Regions from separate parts of the Mus musculus genome. Here all the other regions are linked to region 1. Evidence: chromatin contacts called from public HiChIP or PLAC-seq and promoter capture Hi-C data. All regions are on one chromosome and are shown on one strand. The core of a region is the stretch at or near the end of the contact, and the rest is flanking DNA. Distances in the headings are between cores, read along the strand shown. Region 1 holds the start of Srcin1 (SRC kinase signaling inhibitor 1). Region 2 holds the start of Socs7 (suppressor of cytokine signaling 7). Region 3 has its middle 38 kb from the start of Socs7. Region 4 overlaps Pip4k2b (phosphatidylinositol-5-phosphate 4-kinase, type II, beta). Region 5 has its middle 15 kb from the start of Arhgap23.

Evidence for each region. Promoter capture Hi-C pulls out the DNA fragments that hold promoters and counts their contacts. HiChIP or PLAC-seq counts read pairs in DNA pulled down with a chosen protein or histone mark.
Region 2: an H3K4me3 HiChIP or PLAC-seq map of embryonic stem cells shows a contact between it and region 1, with 23 read pairs. The contact joins the promoter of Socs7 here to the promoter of Srcin1 in region 1. A contact is called at or near these places in 10 of 39 promoter capture datasets (the C10 cell line, the HPC-7 cell line, cranial neural crest and 5 more), 3 of 484 Hi-C or Micro-C datasets (cortical neurons and embryonic stem cells), 4 of 115 datasets of contacts at active chromatin or transcription factors (embryonic stem cells, large pre-B cells and pancreatic cancer cells) and 2 of 9 other capture datasets (adipose tissue and liver).
Region 3: a promoter capture Hi-C map of pre-B cells shows a contact between it and region 1, with 2.9 times the contacts expected there. The contact joins the enhancer-like site here to the promoter of Srcin1 in region 1. A contact is called at or near these places in 4 of 39 promoter capture datasets (the 3T3-L1 cell line, embryonic stem cells, hippocampal neurons and 1 more), 2 of 15 datasets of contacts at CTCF or cohesin (embryonic stem cells and large pre-B cells), 6 of 484 Hi-C or Micro-C datasets (the G1E-ER4 cell line, the HL-1 cell line, cerebral cortex and 3 more), 3 of 115 datasets of contacts at active chromatin or transcription factors (embryonic stem cells and pancreatic cancer cells) and 2 of 9 other capture datasets (liver and pancreatic islet).
Region 4: a contact with region 1 is called in an HNF4G HiChIP or PLAC-seq map of pancreatic cancer cells. The contact joins the enhancer-like site here to the promoter of Srcin1 in region 1. A contact is called at or near these places in 1 of 39 promoter capture datasets (liver), 2 of 115 datasets of contacts at active chromatin or transcription factors (embryonic stem cells and pancreatic cancer cells) and 1 of 9 other capture datasets (adipose tissue).
Region 5: a contact with region 1 is called in an H3K27ac HiChIP or PLAC-seq map of epiblast stem cells. The contact joins the enhancer-like site here to the promoter of Srcin1 in region 1. A contact is called at or near these places in 6 of 39 promoter capture datasets (embryonic stem cells, hippocampal neurons, pre-B cells and 2 more), 10 of 484 Hi-C or Micro-C datasets (bone marrow-derived macrophages, differentiating embryonic stem cells, embryonic stem cells and 3 more), 11 of 115 datasets of contacts at active chromatin or transcription factors (DN3 thymocytes, double positive thymocytes, embryonic stem cells and 4 more) and 1 of 9 other capture datasets (liver).

What each region holds. Positions count from the first base shown.
Region 1 is chr11:97,573,140-97,576,923 of GRCm38.p6, reverse strand. It overlaps Srcin1 (SRC kinase signaling inhibitor 1), which reads left to right and starts at 1,798. Exons shown (of 20, transcript NM_018873.2): 1 at 1,798-1,956. The coding sequence starts at 1,935.
Region 2 is chr11:97,360,584-97,364,367 of GRCm38.p6, reverse strand. It overlaps Socs7 (suppressor of cytokine signaling 7), which reads right to left and starts at 2,076. Exons shown (of 10, transcript NM_138657.4): 1 at 945-2,076. The coding sequence starts at 1,933.
Region 3 is chr11:97,398,643-97,402,426 of GRCm38.p6, reverse strand. No RefSeq gene overlaps it. Among named protein-coding and RNA genes, the nearest start is that of Socs7, 38 kb to the right of the region's middle. Within about 2 kb of position 1,961, at least 84 of the 459 cell types and tissues checked have an H3K27ac peak or open chromatin away from gene starts, as enhancers often do. A contact at or near this core is called in the HL-1 cell line, cerebral cortex, cortical neurons and 5 more, where this site is marked.
Region 4 is chr11:97,726,338-97,730,121 of GRCm38.p6, reverse strand. Pip4k2b (phosphatidylinositol-5-phosphate 4-kinase, type II, beta) reads left to right here. Exons shown (of 10, transcript NM_054051.1): 3 at 472-568; 4 at 3,265-3,417. Among named protein-coding and RNA genes, the nearest start is that of Pip4k2b, 16 kb to the left of the region's middle. Within about 2 kb of position 1,666, at least 128 of the 459 cell types and tissues checked have an H3K27ac peak or open chromatin away from gene starts, as enhancers often do. A contact at or near this core is called in pancreatic cancer cells, where this site is marked.
Region 5 is chr11:97,433,641-97,437,424 of GRCm38.p6, reverse strand. It overlaps a transcript of Arhgap23 not described here. Among named protein-coding and RNA genes, the nearest start is that of Arhgap23, 15 kb to the left of the region's middle. Within about 2 kb of position 2,149, at least 374 of the 459 cell types and tissues checked have an H3K27ac peak or open chromatin away from gene starts, as enhancers often do. A contact at or near this core is called in DN3 thymocytes, bone marrow-derived macrophages, differentiating embryonic stem cells and 12 more, where this site is marked.

The DNA of each region.
Region 1 (3,784 bases), core at 549-3,048:
GGCAGAGGGGTCTTATAGAGCAGTGTGAAGGTCTGAAGGGAGGAGAGGTGTGTGCCAGACTCAAGGCTTAATAGCTGTGACCCCCTCCTGTGCACAAGGCCCGCTGGGTACTGATGCCTATCTTGGGCAGGCAGCCAGGTAGGGAGCTGGAAGGGTGCCCAGTGAGTGCCCAGAGGCCAAAAGATGGTCACCATCCAGTTGGCAGAGGGAGAAGCAGCTGGCCTAGAAGAGAAGTCAGGGTCTTAACTGCTTAGTGTTGTGTGCCCAGACCTTGTGTCCAGGACACAGCTCTTGGCTGCCCTCCTGAGATGACCAAATGGAGCTGAGAGTCCCCTCCCACTGCCTTGCCCTGCCACCTGAGTTAGTGGAACTGGACATTGATCTGTAAGGGGCAGTTGGGATCTTGCCCCTAGCTGGGCACGGGACTGGCTCAGAGGCAAGCAAGCCTAGGGGCGGGCAGAAAAGTAGGAGAGCCCAGATTAAGGCTGGGACTGGGTAGACCAAGAAGTGGGGAAACCGGTTTGTCATCTGGGCCACTTGGGGTGGGGTCTCCTCTCCTGAGCCCGGTCTGCCAGTCATTCTGCCAGGTGGCCTGTAGGGAAGAGATGCAGGCACTGGGTGGCATTTTCTTGACCATCTGAACTGCCTTTGGGAATGCCAGGAGTAAATAAAACGGGCAGAAAGCTCAGCCCACCTGCCTCTCTTGAAAAGAAGCTTCCGAGAGAGGGAACTGGCCACAGAACCCGAGGGAAGGAAGCAGGGAGAAGCCTGAGTTCCAAAGGTCATCGTGTGTCTGGGTCCGAGCTGGAGATGGAGAAGTTTGTATCATCCGCAGGTAGGCCCAGTAAGGTGAACCAGGGTGGGGCACTCCTCCTGGCGCACTACAAGCTGCTTTGGAGATGGCAAAGGTGTCCCCAGAAGAGGCGTGAAAAGACAGAGTCTGTGACGGCCTACTTTGGGGTCCACTTCAGAAGGGATCAGTGTCTCTTCAATCTCACGCAGTACCTGCTCACGCCTGCGGTAGGGGCAGGAATCCGAAGTAGGGGCCAGGAGGACGTCCAGCAGGGGGCGTCTGGGAGCCAGGTCCCTGGCCCAGTGGTAGCTGAGGAAGGGGGAAGGGCAGAGGTGAGGAGGCGCGACCATAGAGGGGTACGCTGCACTGGGGGTGGGGGGGGGTAGGTGTCTCGGCTCTCCAGGCGTAGAACGACTGTGGCGCTCCGAGGTCACCTTGGCTGGAGCGATCCCTGATTCTCTCGTCCCCTCCCCAGCCTCAAGCCCTGCTTCAACGAACCCGAAGTGCTTTTTTTATTTTTTGTCCCAAAGCGTTGAGGGTGCTTGGAGACCCAAAGAGTCACCTCCCCAGGTGCCTCTTTCGAGGCCACTCTGGGGTCAACGCATTTGTCTCTACCGCAGCAGGAGGACCGCTGAGGGTGGGGGAAGCAGGTGGAGTTTGGGGGGGGGGGAGGAGCGTGAGCGCGCCCCGCACCCTAGTCCGGGCGGCGCGCTGCGGGATCCGGGTGTGCTGCTGGAGGGCGCGAGGAGGCGCAGTGCCCCTTCCCTTCCCCCGCTCCCCGCCACCCCCGGCGGCCCTTTGTACCATCCGGCCACACGCGCGTGCCCGCATCGTGCGCGCTCCCGCCCGCAGTGACACACCCGCGCCGGCCGCACGCGCGCACTCGCGCGCACACACACAGAGACACACACACACACACTCGCTCTCGCACACTCGGTGACACGCCCGCGCGCGCGCGCACCCACACGCCCGGCCGCCGGCGCCCTCCCAAGCTGGTCCACCCCGGCGGGGCCCGCGCCCCCGGCCCGCCCGCCTGGCACCGCGCCCCGGGGCTGGGGCCGAGCGAGAAGCCCGCGAGGCGGCGAGAGGGCGAGCGCCAGGCAGGCCGGCCCGGGGCCCCCGCCCCCCGCGCCCCCGCCCGATGGGGAACGCTCCGTCCCAAGGCATGTCCCTGTCTCTCTCCTCCCTAATGTGCCTCCATGCTTAAGTGGAAGGTATTTCTGTTTTCTTTGTGTGTTTTCCCCTCGGCCGGGGGCGGGGGCGGCGGCCGGGCCCGGGAGGCGGCGGCCGGCCGGGCGAGGGATGCTCTGGGCGCAGGTGTTACGGGGGGCAGGGTACCGCTGCGCGCCGGGCTGGGACGGGCCAGGGAGGGAGAGCGCAGGGAGCAGAGAGGGTCTGGAGCCGGCGAAGCTGGGGACCCGGCGGGAAGGGCCTCGCGGTGCCCGGGGGGAGGGGACCTGGGGTTACAATGTAAGGGGGAGGGGTGGGTGAAGGGGGATGGCGAAGAGAGTCGGGGGGAGGGGAGGGGTCCATGCGAGGTGGAAGCTAGGGTTGTTGAAGGGGGAAGGGACAAGGGATGAATGCAAGAGAACCACATCCCGCCTCAGCTCTCAGAATGGGGTGCAGGCGCTGGGCTGGTAGTGCTGGACCCTTCGTGCCAGTCCCTCAGGGAAGCAGCGGACTGAGAGCGCTCTGGGTTTGGTTGTGTTGCCAGGATACAAAGCTGCATTCTACACCCCACCCCCTGCACCTCGAGGCCCTAGCCCTGGAGACCTCCTAGCCTCCACAGGAGTTGCAGAAACTGGGGACCTGCTCCCGGCTTGCTGGGTGGTGGGTAGGGAGGGCCCTGGAGAGGGAGGGATCGAGGGAGGGGCTTCTGGATCTTAAATCCTCCCCTTGCAGACGCAAGGGGTAAAGAAGGGCGCCCCCAGCTGGGTAGGGCGTCCGGGGTGATGTGGAGGTGGGGACTGCAGGGGGCTGGAAAAGTAGAGGGGCGGGGCTGGGGAGGGGACTCGCGTGGCCCCCCCTCCCCTCCCACGCACCCCCCTGCTACGTCAGAAGCTCCTGGGCCAGCTCCGAGTCCTGTCGGTGGGGGCAGCAGGATGCTGGTGGCAGTAGAGGGGGCCGGCCGGGTGCCTCCGCAGCTCAGCTGGCAGGGCCCTGTGGGGCGTGTGTGGCTGCTGGTGCGCGCCCCCAGCCCCACGCCTCCCCATGCAGCCCTGGCAGTGCCTCCGGCGCTTCGCCCTGGCCTGGTGGGAGAGGACCGCCGAGGGTCGCGCCCGTTCTCCCAGGGAGGAGGTTGGACCGAGGGACCCTGGGGGCCGAGGGGAGCCAGGTGAGCCGGATCAGTACCTCTTAAATGTTGCCAGATCTGTGGGCTCTGCAGACCCCAGCTTTGAGAGAAATGGGGTTCTCAGTTGGGGCTTCCCGGCTGCAGCCTCTCAGAAGGTGTTTGGGATAAAGGTGGGAAGTGAAGAAACTGTGTAGATATCAGTTGTAGGGAGGGATCGGGCTGTTCATTTGGGTAGGGTTCGTGCCCTTTGGGATGGGGTGATAAGATACCTTCCTCTTCTCTGGTCATCTTTGCTATGGGTGACCTTGAGCCAATTGCTTGGCTAACTCTGTGCCTCAGTTTCTCATTCCCTTCCCTGTCTCTGGCTGGTCTTAAAAATGATGATGTCTCTGATAGAGCTAGTCACTGTGGAGATGAGAGACTGTCATCTCTGGTGGCAGCTGGGATGGACGGTGGTTTCTAGCACGGCTGGTGTGTGTTTGTAACTGGACGCCACTGTGGCATATGGGTTTGGGGTTTGGTTGATGGTGGCCGGTATGGAGTCACTCTGGATAAATGGTCAGGGTGGGATGCAGCCAGAAGGAGTGCTCTTGGTAGGCTGGGAGTTGGGATAGTGACTTAGCCTGGTATAGAAGCAAGGGTGAGTGAGGGCTCTGGACATAAGGGGAAGGGGCTCCCCCACCCACCCCAAGGCTGTC
Region 2 (3,784 bases), core at 827-3,326, 210 kb after region 1:
GAGCAAGAGATCCAGACCAGTCTGCTACACAGTGAATTAAAAGCAAGCCTGATCAACATAATAAAAACCTTGTCTAACAAAACAAAACAAAAGCCACCAATTCAAGTTTAAAACAGATTCAGAACTACAACTCACAATGTTATACCACAAGGTAAGACTCATTCATGGCTGCAAAAGCTGACAGCTTTCCAAACTGACACTACAGAACTATGTCCCGACAGTAAAAGTCTAGCCACTTCTTAGAAATTCAGGGGAACAACTCACCATTTAAGTTTGGAATTGCCATTAATTGGACTAGAAGTCACTGTGTATACCTCACCTAGACCTCTCACCTCCGTGTGAAAGTGAGAGAGTCAGCACAACGCCATTCAGAAAGTGGTCAGCACACAGGCTTTAGACAGCAAATATCCAGGAACAACCAGAATATTAAGGGAGCTGCCCAGCTAATTGCTGGCCAGACTCCTCGGGCTATTTGCATGCTTGTACTTGCGAAGAGAGTGAAGGCTGGTGCACTGAGAGAACAAGCAAGACGATCAAGATAATAACAGGCAGGTGATTGACACCAGCTTTTCGGCCCCAAGGCCACACATTTCCAGCAACCTTCAGCAATGGTAGTAATAACAGACATGGGAGGGGTGCTTAAAAAGTGGGGCCGGAACAGGGATGGAAGGTGAGGCCGGGCTTCAGATCATCCCCAGCAAGAGACGCTAACCCACTGAGAAGTGTCACAGAGTGTGAACTCTCCGAGAGTTGAAAGCTGTTTCCACAATTAGCTCTGACCTAATGCGAGATGTCACCACCTTTAATCCCAAGTGTCTGCCTCCTCCTGAAGTCCACAGCTCAGCTCTAACAGTATCGTGTTGGCAGTAGGGGAAAACGAGGGAAACGAAACAAGAAATGGAACTTTGTCGCTTGCCCACCCCCAACCCCCAAGCCAATCTCACCTCCCCGTATCCAGCTCCCGGACCGCTGAGCCTCCCATGTCGGTCAGGCTCGCAGCTGAAGCTGCCAGATCTCCCGAAGGCCTCTTGCCGGTCCCATCCCCGCCGCCCGAGCCGCCGTTACAGCTCTTCGTGCGAAACAGGCGACTGAGGCGGATTTTGAAGGAGCCCTTCCGAGAAGGGCCTGCGAGAGGCCGGAGGGGCCCGGGAGGCGGCGGCGGTGGGGGAGGTTGCTGCTGCTGCTGCTCCCCTCGGCTCAAGCGCCCTGGAGGGACCAAGTCCTGCAGCGGAAAGGGCACCGGGGGTAGTTCGGGACCCGGAGGCTGCAGAAGCAGCCGGCCACCCACTCCTCCTCCTCCACGGCCGGGGCTGCTGAGCTCCTCTTCCGAGCAGCTGTTAGTCTCCAGGCTCTCGGCCTCCGATTCCAAGCCCTCCAGGACCAGCAGCGCGTCGCTCGTCTCCGTCGGGTCCTCCCCGGCCTGCGGGGCGGCAGCAGGCGGCGGGGGTTGCGGCGGCGGCGGCTGCGGGGGACACGGGCACGGACAGCAGCCTCCGCCGGCAGTCTTGATCCCCGGCCCCGCCGGCTGTCCGAGCCCCAGGGCCGCCAGCTGCGCCTCTAGTCCAGCCACGGGACCCCAGGTCCGCTCGAGCGCCAAGCCCGGCGGGAGGGCCTTGGGATCCAGCGCGCAGCGGTGCCGGGGACACAGCAGTTCCGAGGGTCCCGGCTCCCGGGCCGCCTCCGCGTCCTCCTCCTCCGGCGGCCGCCCCACGTTGCGGAACACCATCAGCTGAGGCGGCCGGGCGCCCCGCGAGCCGGGCCGCGCGAGGAAGGGTGGTGGCGGCGACGGGCCATGGCTGTGGCCCGGGGGCGGCGGCGGCGGCGGCGGGCCTGGCTCGGGGGCGGCCTCTCCATAGCCGAGGAGGCGGCTCAGGACCCGGTACGAAGCGGCCGCCGCCGCCGCCTCGCCGTCCCGGAGCTCGGCCCCCTGCATCGGGGTGGCGAAGGGAGGGAGGGCGGGCGGCTAGGAGCCGGGCTGGGTGGGGACTAGGCCGGGCCCCGCCGGAGCCCCGCCCGCCGCGGCCCCCGGAGCGACAGCGCTAACGGCCGCCGCGGCCTCTGCCTCATAGAGGGGGCGGGGGGGGGGGGGCGCGCGGAGCCCAGCGCGAGCCCAGGCCGCGCGCTGCCGCCGAGGACCGCCCCTAGACGTCACTTCCTGTCCAGGGCCCGCCCCCTTTCCCCAGGGTGCGCAAGCGTCGGACTCCACTCTGCCTGACGTTTCTCTTGGCCCTGGTAGCTATTGGCCGTCTGCTGCATCTGGGGCCTCCGTGGTCTCCGGCACCGACCCCTGCTTTTTCACTTCCTGGGCGCCCGGGCCCTGTCCACCGTCCTGTGTAGAGCAGTGCAGGCCTCGGGACCCGGGTCTGGACCTGGGAGAGGGTCGTGGACCTTGGCACTGTCTGGGGGTCTTGTCCTGTCCATGCTGCCTGGAGTGTGTGACCTTGGCCAAGTCATTTCATTACATCTGCATCCTCTTTCCTAGCATCCGATGAACTGTGGAATGACTACATGAAAATGGGTTGTAGAGCCTGCAGTGTGCTCTTCCGTGCCAAAACAACTGGATCTTTGAGAAGACAAGAGTGTGTATATAGTTAGCATAATCTCATCATGAATTTGAAATGAAGAATGGATATACACAATTCCAAGAAATGAAGATATACAATAGCCAATTCTGTACGACTGATGGCCAAATACATCCTTCCACTGATTGTTGTCATAGTGTATGTCATGTTGAGGATAGAATCCAAGACGTGGCACGTGCTAAGCAACAGTTCCATCACCAGACCTCATTCCCAGCCCTTCCCAAAATGATGACAAGTGACCAAGGACTGCAATTGTAACAAGAATTTTTACTAATATTTTCCTCTGTTGATGAAAGAGAACAGTGAAAAAGCAAAACCTGATCAAATCATCAATCATGGGGGCAACTTTGCTGAGTCGGAATTGGTTTCAGTGACGGGGAAGAGTTCCTTCAACGTTTTTGTGCCATTGCTAATGTAACACCTACAGATAGATGTACAGGAGATGTAAATCAGAATCGCTGTCATAATCTCCATCACTTAAAAAAAATGTATGTGTATGCACATGTGTGTGCAGAATCCGAGAAAGGGCATCAGATCCCCTAGACCTAATTATTAGCTGCCCCAAGTCCCTGGACATGGGTGTTGAGAGCTGAGTTCTGACCCTCTGCAAGAGCAGAACAAGCCGTTATCTGCTGAGCTAGCTCTCTAGGCCCCTCCATCTCTCTTTCTTTCTTTCTTTCTTTCTTTCTTTCTTTCTTTCTTTCTTCCTTCCTTCCTTCCTTCCTTCCTTCCTTTCTTTCTTTCTTTCTTTCTAGACAGGGTTTCTCTGTGTGGCCCTGGCTGTCCTGGAACTCATTCTGTAGACCAGGCTGGCCTTGAATTCAGAATCATGTCTGTGCTGGGAATGAAGGAATGTGCCATCACCACCCAGCTCCCTATACCCCTTTTGTTTTTCAGACAGGGACTCTCACAAGTATCAGGACTTAAGTTTGGATCCCCAGCACAGTATAAAAGCCAGGCAGAGCAGCATGTGTCTGTGATCTTCGCACTTGATGTGGGGTGGATCCCGGGAGCTCCCTCACCAGTCAATCTAGCCAAATTGATGAACTCCAGAATCAATGAGGAACAGGCACATTACAGAGCCATCTTCCCAGCCCAGTGGGGTCATTCTGAAATAGAAATTTGCTCACAGCCTGTGATTGTAAAGATGTATTTACATATATTTCTCTGCACACCAAAAGACAGCATCAGACCCATTACAG
Region 3 (3,784 bases), core at 712-3,211, 170 kb after region 1:
ATAGTCCTTATAAAGAGAAGGAACAGTACCATCTACCATCTTTGCCCAGCCTTTGGGGTCATTATATAGAATCCTACTAGCCCAACTAACATCCCTGGCAGAGGCAGTGGTGGCAAGGGTGGAGGTGTGGGAGGTGTGGCCAGAGGTGGGTTGGGGGCATACATCTGGACACACTCGTACCCTTTCACACCCTGCCTAAGTCAAAGCCTACATACAGCACCACCAGAGTGAAGAAGCAGTGGCCAACTGGGCAGGCACAGCCAGGTTTCTCAGTAGGTAGCTCACATTAGTTGTTTGCTCAAATTAAGAGACAAGAAGGAACCCTTATCTCCTGAGGAGTGTGCTGGGCACACCACCACCCATTTGGCTTTCTAACATTTTCAGACAAGGTCTCACTCTGTAACCTAGGCTGGCCTCAAACTCACTATGAAGCTCAGGCTGATCTTGAACTCATGGCACCTCCTCCTGCAGCTTCAAGTGCTAGGAATGTAGGCATGAGTCACTGTTCCCAGTTTCAAGACTCCTTTTAAAGAAAATGTTCAGGCTCAGTCAGCATGGAATTTCCCAACCATCTCTTGGTCGTCCTTTAAGTCTGTCTAAAAGAAAATAGACCAAGATTCAAGTCCAAGGGCCCGAGTGGCCCTGTGGTCTTCTTGTATTGTCACCTCTCTGCACTCTGGCACAAAACAGGTGACAGTGGCACCATCTCACAGGATTGTAGAAAAGATTATACAAAAATAGGGGCAGGAAGTTCTAGGTCCACATGAATGAGCCACATACGATTCATACTTCCTACAAGGGTTGAATTAATTCAGCTCGTTATTTTTAGCTTTAGAAGCAAGAGAACGGTTCTGACCTTGTCATTTAATTCTGATAGTCCATATTCTGCTATGCCACCTGGTGTTGCTTTTTTGAGGACCACAGTGGTATAGCCTACTCTGCCTTCTTCCCTCTAATAGCAAGTAGAGAGCCCTGAAGGGAGAAAGGAGGGTGGCCTGGGAGGGAGTGGAAAGGATGAGAGGGAAGAGGCTGCTCCTCCTGCACCTGCTGTCTGTGAGAACAAAGCCAGGCATGATGCAATCTGGTCGGGTGCAGCTGAGGCTGCCAGGCCTGGAGAGTGAAGTGGGTGTCAGTCGGGGAAGGTGGCAGGCACCAGAGAGTGTACACAGGTGTCCCTGGATGCCTGACAGCCCAGCCCCAGCCCCGCCCCCTTCATCTGACTACCACTGGATCCCTCCCGAAGCTCTTCACCCTCCTAGCCCCTCCCCAAATCCTTGCATCTGCCCTGACATGATGCAATGAAGACTTCAGTACAAACCGCCTTCTCCCGTAGGCAAGGGCTGGACAAGAGACCCAGGAGATAGATGCACAGGCCCTGTTGGCCTTCTCCAGCAGGTCTCCAGTGCCTGCTGTCTCTTGTCATCTTAGAGACAAGAGGGCAAATCCCCCCCCCCCCCGCACGTGTCCCCCCCACCCCCCAGGAGGAGGCGAGGGAGGCTGGAGGAGACACAGAACAACATATATTTAGAGAATTACACCGAATCCTAAGATGATACCAAGCCGGGCAGGGGTCCCAGCATCTGTCATTGGCCATCGTCAAGTCGGGGAGTGAGGGTGGCACCCACCATAGGGTAGGGTTGTCAGTCTCAGCTCTATACATCGCCAGTGAGTCTAAAAAAACATGGCTCTTCCTGCATCTTAGAAAGGATTTTGTCCCTCGCGTCAGGTAGAGGATTCGGGACAAGCCAGGGTCCCCAACTAGCCAAGGAGAAATCCGGCCACAGACCAGGACTGGAGATGCTGTTTGTGAATATTTATCCCAGCCTCACCAAACTGCAGCTGGGTGGCCTGGCTCAGAAGAGCCACTAGGTGGCAGAAGCAGCTCAAAGGCGCACTCGGCTACGCCCACTCTTCCTCCCTCGCAACCTCGTGGTAGACCCCACCCTCACCCCCGCGACTCCCGGTCGCCACGCCTCCAGCCCGAGCCCCAGAACCGGGTGACTCGAAGATCCTGTCCTGCGTCCAGCGGGATGCCTCCTCGGCATTCCCTTCCCTGTTGAGGGTTCACTGCCTGGTTCAGTTTGGCCAACCACAGCCAAGTCCATCGTATAGATTCCAAGGATTGAACTCAGGTTGCCTTGGCAACAAGTACCGTACCTGCTAAACCTTTTCACAGGCCCTCACATGTGGCTTGGAGTTTGTTGGTTTTTTTTTTTTTTTGGGGGGGGGGTGGATTGTTTTTTAGACAGGGAGTCACTGTGTAACTCTGATTGGCCTTGAAGTCATAAGAGATCCACTTACCTCTGCATCCCGAGTGCTAGGATTAAAGGCATGTGCCACCATGCCTGACTAGAAGGAATTTTATTTTTTAAGATTTATGTATATGAATGTTTTGTTTTTGTTTTGTTTTGTTTTTTTCAAGACAGGGTTTCTCTGTGTAGCCTGTCCTGGAACTCACTCAGAAATCTGCCTGCCTCTGCCTCCCAAGTGCCGGGATTAAAGGCGTGCGCCACCACCACCACATTAAAGGCTTATATGAATGTTTTGTCTGCAAGTCTGTATCTGTACCAGCTGTGTCTGGTGTCCAGTGGAGGCCAGAAGAAAGACTCAAACACCCTGGTTCGGAATTACAGATGGCTGAGAGCCACCATGTCTGAGGTTTGGGTGCTGAGAACCCAAACCTGGGTCCCCTGCAAGAACAGTGCTGTTAGCTACAGAGCCTTCTTTCCAGCCCCTGGAATTTTTTTGTTTTTTTAAGAATCGGAGGGAGGGGGGCTGGTGAGATGGCTCAGTGGTTAAGGGCGCTGACTGCTCTTCCAAAGGTCCTGAGTTCAAATCCCAGCAACCACATGGGGCTACAACCATCCGTAACGAGATCTGACGCCCTCTTCTGGTGTATCTTAAGACAACTACAGTGTACTTACATATAATAAATAAATCTTAAAAAAAAAAGAATTGGAGGGAGGAAGCAGGAAGCAAGAGCTCTTGGTAAATTGCTGAAACTGTTTGGATAAAAAGGGGACTGCCTGGCCAGGTGGTGGTGGTGGCACATACCTTCATGGAGGCAGAGGCAGACAGATCTCTGAGTTCAAGACCAGCCTGGCCTATAGAGCAAGTCCCAGGACAGCCAGGGCTACACGGAGACTCCTAGAAGTCCCCCTGTGATTCACTTAGGGAAGTGGCTTCCCAGAGAATTCAGCAGGAAACCTGCAGACAATTTCCAGGTAGCCCAATGGCCCCTCAAGCAGGAAGCAGGATAAGAGGGAGAAGGGAGGGCTGGAGAGATGGCTCAGCGGTTAAGAGCACGGACTGCTCTTCTGAAGGTCCTGAGTTCAAGTCCCAGCAACCACATGGTGGTTCACAACCATCTGTAATGGGATCTGACGCCCTCTTCTGGTGTGTCTGAAGACAGCTACAAGTGTACTTATAAATAATAAATCTTAAAAAAAAAAAAAAAGGAGAGAGAGGGAGAGGGTAGATAGGGGTTAAAGTAGTTCCCAGAACACACCTGAGGTATTAAGGAAAGCAACAGGCCTTGCCCAGGAGCTGGGAGGGCAAAATGAAAAAGCAGCAAGCCAGCCTTACAGCCAGCCTCACCAGGATGGTTGCTGCCACAGTAAAATGTGCCAGTCCACCCTGAGCCACTGCTCACCCTGACAGGAAGACTCTGGGCACCTGCCCACCCTTCCCAAGGTTCTCCGGAATGCTCCTGCACTTCCTAGGGCAGCTCTGGGAAGTGGCCTGTTTCAGTCTTAGGAATTTTCCAACAACCGTGCTTTGGAGA
Region 4 (3,784 bases), core at 417-2,916, 150 kb before region 1:
TTCTTTCTTTCTTTCTTTCTTTCTTTCTTTCTTTAAGATTTATTTATTTCATGTATGTGGGTACACTGTCACTGTCTTCAGACAACCCAGAAGATGGGATTGGATCCCATTACAGATGGTTGTGAGCCACCATGTAGTTGCTGGGAATTGAACTCAGAACCTCTGGAAGAGCAGTCAGTGCTCTTAACAGCTGAGCCATCTTTCCAGCCTGGTACATTCTTTTAACGCCAGCATTCTGGAGGCAGAGGTGGGCGGAGGGTGAGTTCAAGGCCAGCCTGGTCTACAGAGTGAGACCTCAAAACAAAAACAAAAACAAAAAACAAGCAAACAGAAAGAAAGGAAGGAAGGAAGAAAATAAAATGCAGATTTTGAGACTCACTTCCAGAATTTCTCCAGGCCACGCTTTGAAGGCTCTGGTGTTGCTCAGGCTGAGTTAGGGTGGTTCACAAAGCCTGTGTCTGCTTCCTCCAGGGAAAACCTCCCCAGCCGCTTCAAGTTCAAGGAGTACTGCCCCATGGTGTTCCGAAACCTCAGGGAGAGGTTCGGCATCGATGACCAGGACTACCAGGTAGGTACGGAGCTGTCTTGGCACAGCAGGGGGATTCAGAGATGTGGGGGTCAGGAAGCCACAAGATGGGCAGGGGTCAGAGTGTCAGCTGTCCCTGGGCTACTGCATCTCCCTGTCCAAGCTCACGCCTAGTGCCAGCAGACCAGGACTGGTAAGCCTGTAGGAGCCTTAGAGGATGCTCCTGCTTTGGGGGGGTGGGAGGGGGGAGCAGCGGGAGATTGCTGTGTGGGAGCAGCTTTTTGTCAGTCTGACACGCCCAGTCTAGGCTGAAGAACCCTTCCTTGGTAGTTTGACTGAGATAGAGCGTGCATGCAAGGAGGCCTGTTAAAAGCAGGTAAGACAGATTAGCAAAGAAAGGCATCAGGGGTAGCAACCTACATCATCCTACTGCCAAGTTAGAGCACCACTCCTGAGCGTGCCCCCTGTCTTCCCGGTGGTGGGCCGGGGACGGGCGACTGCTGCCTTCAGAGCATGATCCTGTCCTAGAAGCCACTGGCCTATGGGGAATGTCAGTCAGGGCAGCAGAGTCTGACTCAGCAGCCATGGCTCTGCACCGGCTCTACCTTGCGCTTAGAGCCCCTTCTTTTCCTGGCACACAGCCTGCTAGTGAAGGTGGAGATTTCCTTTGCCCTTAAGCAGTGACTTTTTCAGTCACCTGTGCTGATACCACAGCGGGATCAAAAACAAGTGCCTAAACCCCAGAAAGCTCTGTTGTGAACCTGCTAGAATTCACAGGGTCTGGAGATGAGAGCCTTCCCTTCCCCTCCCCCCACTCAGGAGGCCACACAGGCAGCTATTAGTGTCCTGAGGAAGGAGGGGAGAGCACACGCCAGGCTTGCGACGGACCTAAGCCGGAGGAAAGGTCCATGGCTGAGAAGTCCTGAGGTCGCCTCCAGCTCCTCTGCTGAGAGCAAACCCTGAACCCAGTCATAACCTGAATGGAGTCTGCTTTTCTGAAAATGTCTTGCCATTTCTGCCACCCCAAGTGGCTTGGCTCTGTTCCTTCCCCTGTGGTTTGTCCCCTGTCCCTGGGCTGTCTCACCACATCCTCTCCGTGTCTGCATCCTGCCTCTAATAGCCTTTTGGGCACATGACGTGCTCAAGGCTGAAATGAGGGCAACAAGGCTGCTGTTCAGGGAGGGGACGCTTAGCTCATGTGTTCAAAGTGCTCGGGAGTCCCAGATGCTGCACACAAGGCAGGCGGCAGGGCTGTGTATCAATCCTCACCTGGCTTACTGTTACAGGGCCAGGCAGGGAGAGAGGACACCTGGTTGACACAGCCTACTCACCTTTTTTGGGCTGGGGACTTATAGGACAGGCTTCTTTAATTTAGCACCCTTACTACTGAATGCCAGCACTCCCGACCTCTTGGTATTGCTGCCCCTGGGAAGAGAGTGCTGGTTCCCCATGGGGTTGTTGTTGTTATTGTTGTTGTTGTTGCTGTTGCTCATTTGTCTTTTGAGTTTATCATGGAGCTCTGACTAACCAGGCACCTGCTATGTAGACCAGGCTAACCTTGAATTCACAGAGATCCACATGTCTCTATCTCCTGAGTACTGAGATTCAAGATGTGTGTCATCAAACCTGGCCTTTATATTTAAGTCATTTTATTTTTAATTACGGGTGTGTCTGTGTGTGGTATGTGTGAGCCAGTGCCATGGCACTCAGAGCTATCGGATTCCCCTGGAGTAGGAGTTACTGTTATGTGCTGGGAATAGATGTTTCAAACCACTAAGCCATCTCTCCGGCCCCTCCAGAAGGTTTTGTGAGGTTGTATTAAGTGACCAAGAAGGACTTCATGAGATTGGGGAAGGTTGGGCAAAGAACCTCCCTGGGAACAGGTCCCAGCGGGTGTGATTTTAGTAACCTGGGCAGCAGGATCACCCCTGCATCTTACCTCCTGAAGTCCACATGCCCTTGTCTATATACATGTCTCACCCTCTCTGGGCTTCTCTGAGCATAGCGGGGGACAGAGGACGAGAGACGGAAGCACAGGCCCCTCTCATTGCCTTCCGACATGCACAGATGAGGCAGGCCCACCCAAGGGAGGCACTGGCAAGAGAGATGACATCATCCTTTCAAGTGATGGGATCAATACCTAGGAAAGAGGCATCCATGCCCGTGGCTCCCTGAGCTGGGCCTTTTGAATCTTTCCTAAGTTCTGTTACCCAAGAGACTCAGTGGTCCCCTTGGTCTGTCTCCCTGTGTCCCGAGTGTCGAAACTTTAAGCAGCTCGCTTGAGGCCATATTGCTTGTGAGGGTCAAGATGAGAACTCGGTCACCTCACACTGAGGCGGTTCTAGTTTCGAGAGCAGCTCTGGGGGTGAGAACAGACGTGTCACACATCAAACACAGAGCCTCGTCTGAGGTCAAAGGTCGGAGCAGCTCTGGTTATCTGGAGAAGCACTGCAGCCAGGGATATGAACACCCTAAGAAAAAAGGGGCTAGGAGACGTCCACCCTGGGCACCTCTGCCTCGGTGTTTGTCTGTCTGTAGAAGTTCTGAGTTGAAGCCAGGATCTTAGGGATGGAGAGGTAGCTCAGCAGGGGGGTGCTTCTCCAGCATGCACAAAGCCCTGAGTTCACCTCTTAGCACTGTGGGAAAGAGAAGGGAAACAAACAAACAAACAAACAAACAAACAAACAAACAAACTGTGTTTCTCATCAAAATCAATTGCTTCTGTTTGGACCCCTCAGAATTCAGTGACACGCAGTGCACCTATCAACAGTGACAGCCAGGGCAGGTGTGGCACTCGCTTCCTCACCACCTATGACCGGCGTTTCGTCATCAAGACTGTGTCAAGTGAGGATGTGGCCGAGATGCACAACATCCTAAAGAAATACCACCAGGTATGGGGAGGCCCACGCCCGGGCTGTGTAATGCCTGCAGCTATGAGGAGTCACAGGCCTGGGCTGTGGAGAATGGGTTGGGAGAGGGAAAGAGAGAGCTGCAGCAGCAGGGATTGGCGGGGAGGCCAGGTCTACTCTGGTAGTGGCAGGCATTTCCTTGTACATTGGTCCCTTTTCTCATTGCTGTGGCAAAACACCTGACAGAAACAGCTCAGAGAATTAAAAAATTGGGGGCCTATGCGACATCTCAGTGGGCAAGGGTGTTTGCCGCTGATCTGTTAGATACTTTTCTAGTGCTGTGGAAAATCACCATGACTGAGACACCTTTTAGAAGAATTTATTTGGGCTTGCAGTTCCAAGGGGTTAG
Region 5 (3,784 bases), core at 900-3,399, 140 kb after region 1:
GTTGGCCTTAAATTCTCTGTGTGGCTAAGGATGATTTTGAACTCCTGCCTCCACTTCTCAAAGGTCTGGAGTCACAGATGTGTACCACCATACCTGGCTCCCACTTTTGTTGTTGTTGTTGTTGTTTGTTTCTCGAGACAGGGTTTCTCTGTGTAGCCCTGGCTGTCCTGGAACTCACTCTGTAGACCAGGTTGGCCTTGAACTCAGAAATCCGATTGCCTCTGCCTCCCACATGCTGGGATTAAAGGTGTGCGCCACCACGGCCCAGCTGGCTCCCACCTTTAAAAAGGATTTATTTTTATTATTTTTAACGTGTGTGAGTTCACATGCACAGGAGTACAGACCCCACAGGAAGACGGAAGAAGGCATCGGCTCCCATGGAGCTGAAGTTATAGACAACTGTAAGCCACCCACATGGGTTCTGGGAATAAAACTCAAGTCTTCTTGCAAGACACTGTGTACTCTGAGCCATCTCTCCATCCCCTGTTCTCCTTTTTGAGGAGGTGAGGCTTTGAACTAACTCTGTAGACTAGGCTAGCCTTGGATTCACAGAGATCCACCTGCCTCTGCCCCCTGGGTGCTGGAAAGAAAAGCATGCACCGCCACGTCTACCTCCACCCTCCTACCTCAACCCCCTTAAAGACAAGGATGGAGAAAGAGAAGGCTTCACCCCTGTGATACCAGGACTGCATCCCAGGGCCTGACCCCCCTCCCCCTAGATCCCTCGACATTACCTTCTGGGTTATCCATTCAACTACCACATGTGGAGTGGTGCCATGGGCCAGGGTGAGACCCCTTGGAAATCTAAGGCACGCACAGTCCCTGCCAGCAGGGCCCTTGTGTCAGGAGTGCCTCCAGCGTCCCCCAGCTCCAGACTCTGGCCCAGCCAGCTGCTCTCATTGACACGGGTCAGGCAGTCCTCACACCCAAAGGGGAATCCTGACATGCTGTCAGGGGCCTGGACTTCAAAGAAGAGCAGTAATGGGTAATGGGCTGTCCCAGGCTAGCCCTCCAGGAGACGAGGGTTGAAAGCAGAGGAAAAGAAGTCTGCAGAGTCACCAGGAACCAGGGGCAGGGAGGAGAGCTGCCCAGAGCCCGAGGGTCAGGGACAGAAGGAGGGAAGCTGATAGATACACTGCTGAGCCTGAGCTCAGGAAGCCAGAGTCACAGGGCTCAAGGTCAGGCCCGCCCGCTCTTCCTTCCTCTGCTTGCTCAGCACCTCCTCCGAGACCTTAGGTCCCCGAACCGCAGGTGACCAATAGGAGCCCCCACCCCCACCCCCGAGAATTATCCATCTGGTCTCTCACACCATCAAACACAGACCCGTAGCCACCCACAACCTCACACACAGTGACAAATCCAGAGGTAGGGCTAAGGTAGCCATGGGAGCATGTGACAGACAATGCCTGCCCCCTGGCCTAGTCTCCTCCCTTCAGGGCAGTGCCTCCTGGGCCTCCTCCACCCTTTAGCCCCATTCACAGCTCAGTTCCCAGCTTCGATCGAGCAGAGGCCCCTTCTGACATGCCCTAACAGGCCAAGTTGACAAGCAGGCCAGGCAGGCTGAAGCTCCCACCCCCTCCACTGACATGCATCACATCGGCAGCGAAGCAGGGGACCCTGGGCTGCTCCAGACAGCTGGCACCAGGTGACTCAAAAGGTCTTCCCTACCTGGGCTCTCCTTCTCAGACCACAGTGACACACCAGTGATCCCTGCCCCTCTCAAAGTGGGTCATAGCCAAGGAAGAGGGAGGCTGAGGTAGGGGGCAGGGGAGTATTTTCCATGCCTGGCACCCAACCACCATCTGTCCAGGAGGGAAAGGAACAATCGCAGACAGGAGTCAGCACACAAAATGAAGGTGGGTCCAAACTTTCACCCAAAGGATGTTGGAAGGATTAAATCAACAAAAGAAAGCCTTAGCAGGGTGTGATAGTACCTGTCTGTACTTTCAACTGAGGAAGCAGGACAGTTAGAGGATAGCATAACCGTTTCAAAAACAAAAAATGAAAATCTCAGCACCGACCCAGGGTACACAGTAGGAGCTTGAAAATGCAAGCTGTTTAATATCCAGCCACGTAGCTACTCAGCTAGGCTTGCACAAGACACAGTGACAAGGCACATGCAGAACTTGCCATCATGGCCCCTCCCACTGCTGACCTACAGAGGCACCGTAGCTCCGCCCACAGCTGACCCGAGGCATTTATTGGCTGAGACACACTCCCTTCCCTCACAGGGGGAAGAAGGCCCACAGACCTGGCCTCTAGGCCCTCTGGGAATGGACAACATGAGACCCCAAGTGTGGCAGTAGAGGAGGAGTATGCCAGGCTGGCACGCGAGAGCCCAGCAGGAGGTCGCTGACGCCGAGGGGGCGGGGCTGAAGGCAGAGTCTTTGCTCTCTGTGGGAAATGAGCACTTACTGAAGAGAGGGAGCTCGGAGTCAGCCACAAAGTAAACACCCAGGCCATTGCCAAGGCAACCACAGCCAGTGTGGGTCAGGGCCCACCACAATCCCTCCACCCAGACACCCCTGCGCTGTCTTCGGTCTTCTGGGTGTCCTCTCTTCTGGCAGCTCCCTGTGAGTAAGGGCTTGTAGCCCCATGGCAGGCTGGGGTCTCTGGAATACCTGGCCTGCATCTATCTGTCCCTAGTGACAGGAGAAAGAAACTGCAGCCTCTCCCTTTGGACAGACAGCTCCTAAGGATGAAGGCTACTGCTTTTCAGAAGTGGATTTGCCCTAGAGTGCCTTTGTCCAGAGCAGGCTTTCAGAAACTGCTGGGATGGAATAATAGTTCAGTCAGTAAAGGGCCTTGGGAGAATAAGGACTCAAGTTCAAGCCCAAGCAAGTTAATAAAAATAAATAAATAAAAGTTAAAAAAAAAAAAAGCCGGGCGTGGTGGCACAGGCCTTTAATCCCAGCACTCGGGAGGCAGAGGCAGGCGGATTTCTGAGTTCCAGGACAGCCAGGGCTACACAGAGAAACCCTGTCTCAAACCCCCCCCGCCCCCCCCCAAAAACGTCCAGGTGTGGCAGTGTGTATGTAATCTCGGTGTTGTCCCAGTGCTGGGGAGGCAAAACAAATGGTTCGCTGTGGTTCACTGACCAGACAACCCTAGCCTACTTGTTGGGCTCTAGAAAAATGAGAGGCCCTGTATCAAAATAACAAGGCCTAGGTTAGGACACTAGCTGCTTATACAGAGGTCCTGAGTTGAATTCCCAGCAACCACATGGTGGCTCACAACCATCCGAAATGGGATCTGATGCCCTCTTCGGTCTGATGTCTTCTTCTGTCATGCAAATACAGTACTCATACATAAATAAATGCATCAAAAATTCATGGGGGGGGATGGGGACTTTGTGAAGGGGTAACCGGGAAGGGGGATATCATTTAAAATGTAAATGAATAAAATAATTAATAAAAAAATCAGCCAGGCAGTGGTGGCACACGCCTTTAATCCCAGCACTTGGGAGGCAGAGGCAGGCGAATTTCTGAGTTCAAAGCCGCCTGGTCTACAGAGTGAGTTCCAGGACAGTCGGGGCTATGCAGAGAAACCCTGTCTCGAAAACAAACAAACAAAACAAAACAAAATATCAATGTAGAATTACTATATGATCCAACAATTACAAACCCAAAAGCACAGAAAACACGTAAGTATTATTCACAAAAGTGTTCTAGGTCAGGCATAGTGGCATATGACACCTGAGGGGCAAAGGCAAGCAGATCTCTGAGTTCAAAGCCATCTTGGTGTACACTGCAAACTCCAGGCCAATCGAGGCTACAAAGCAAGA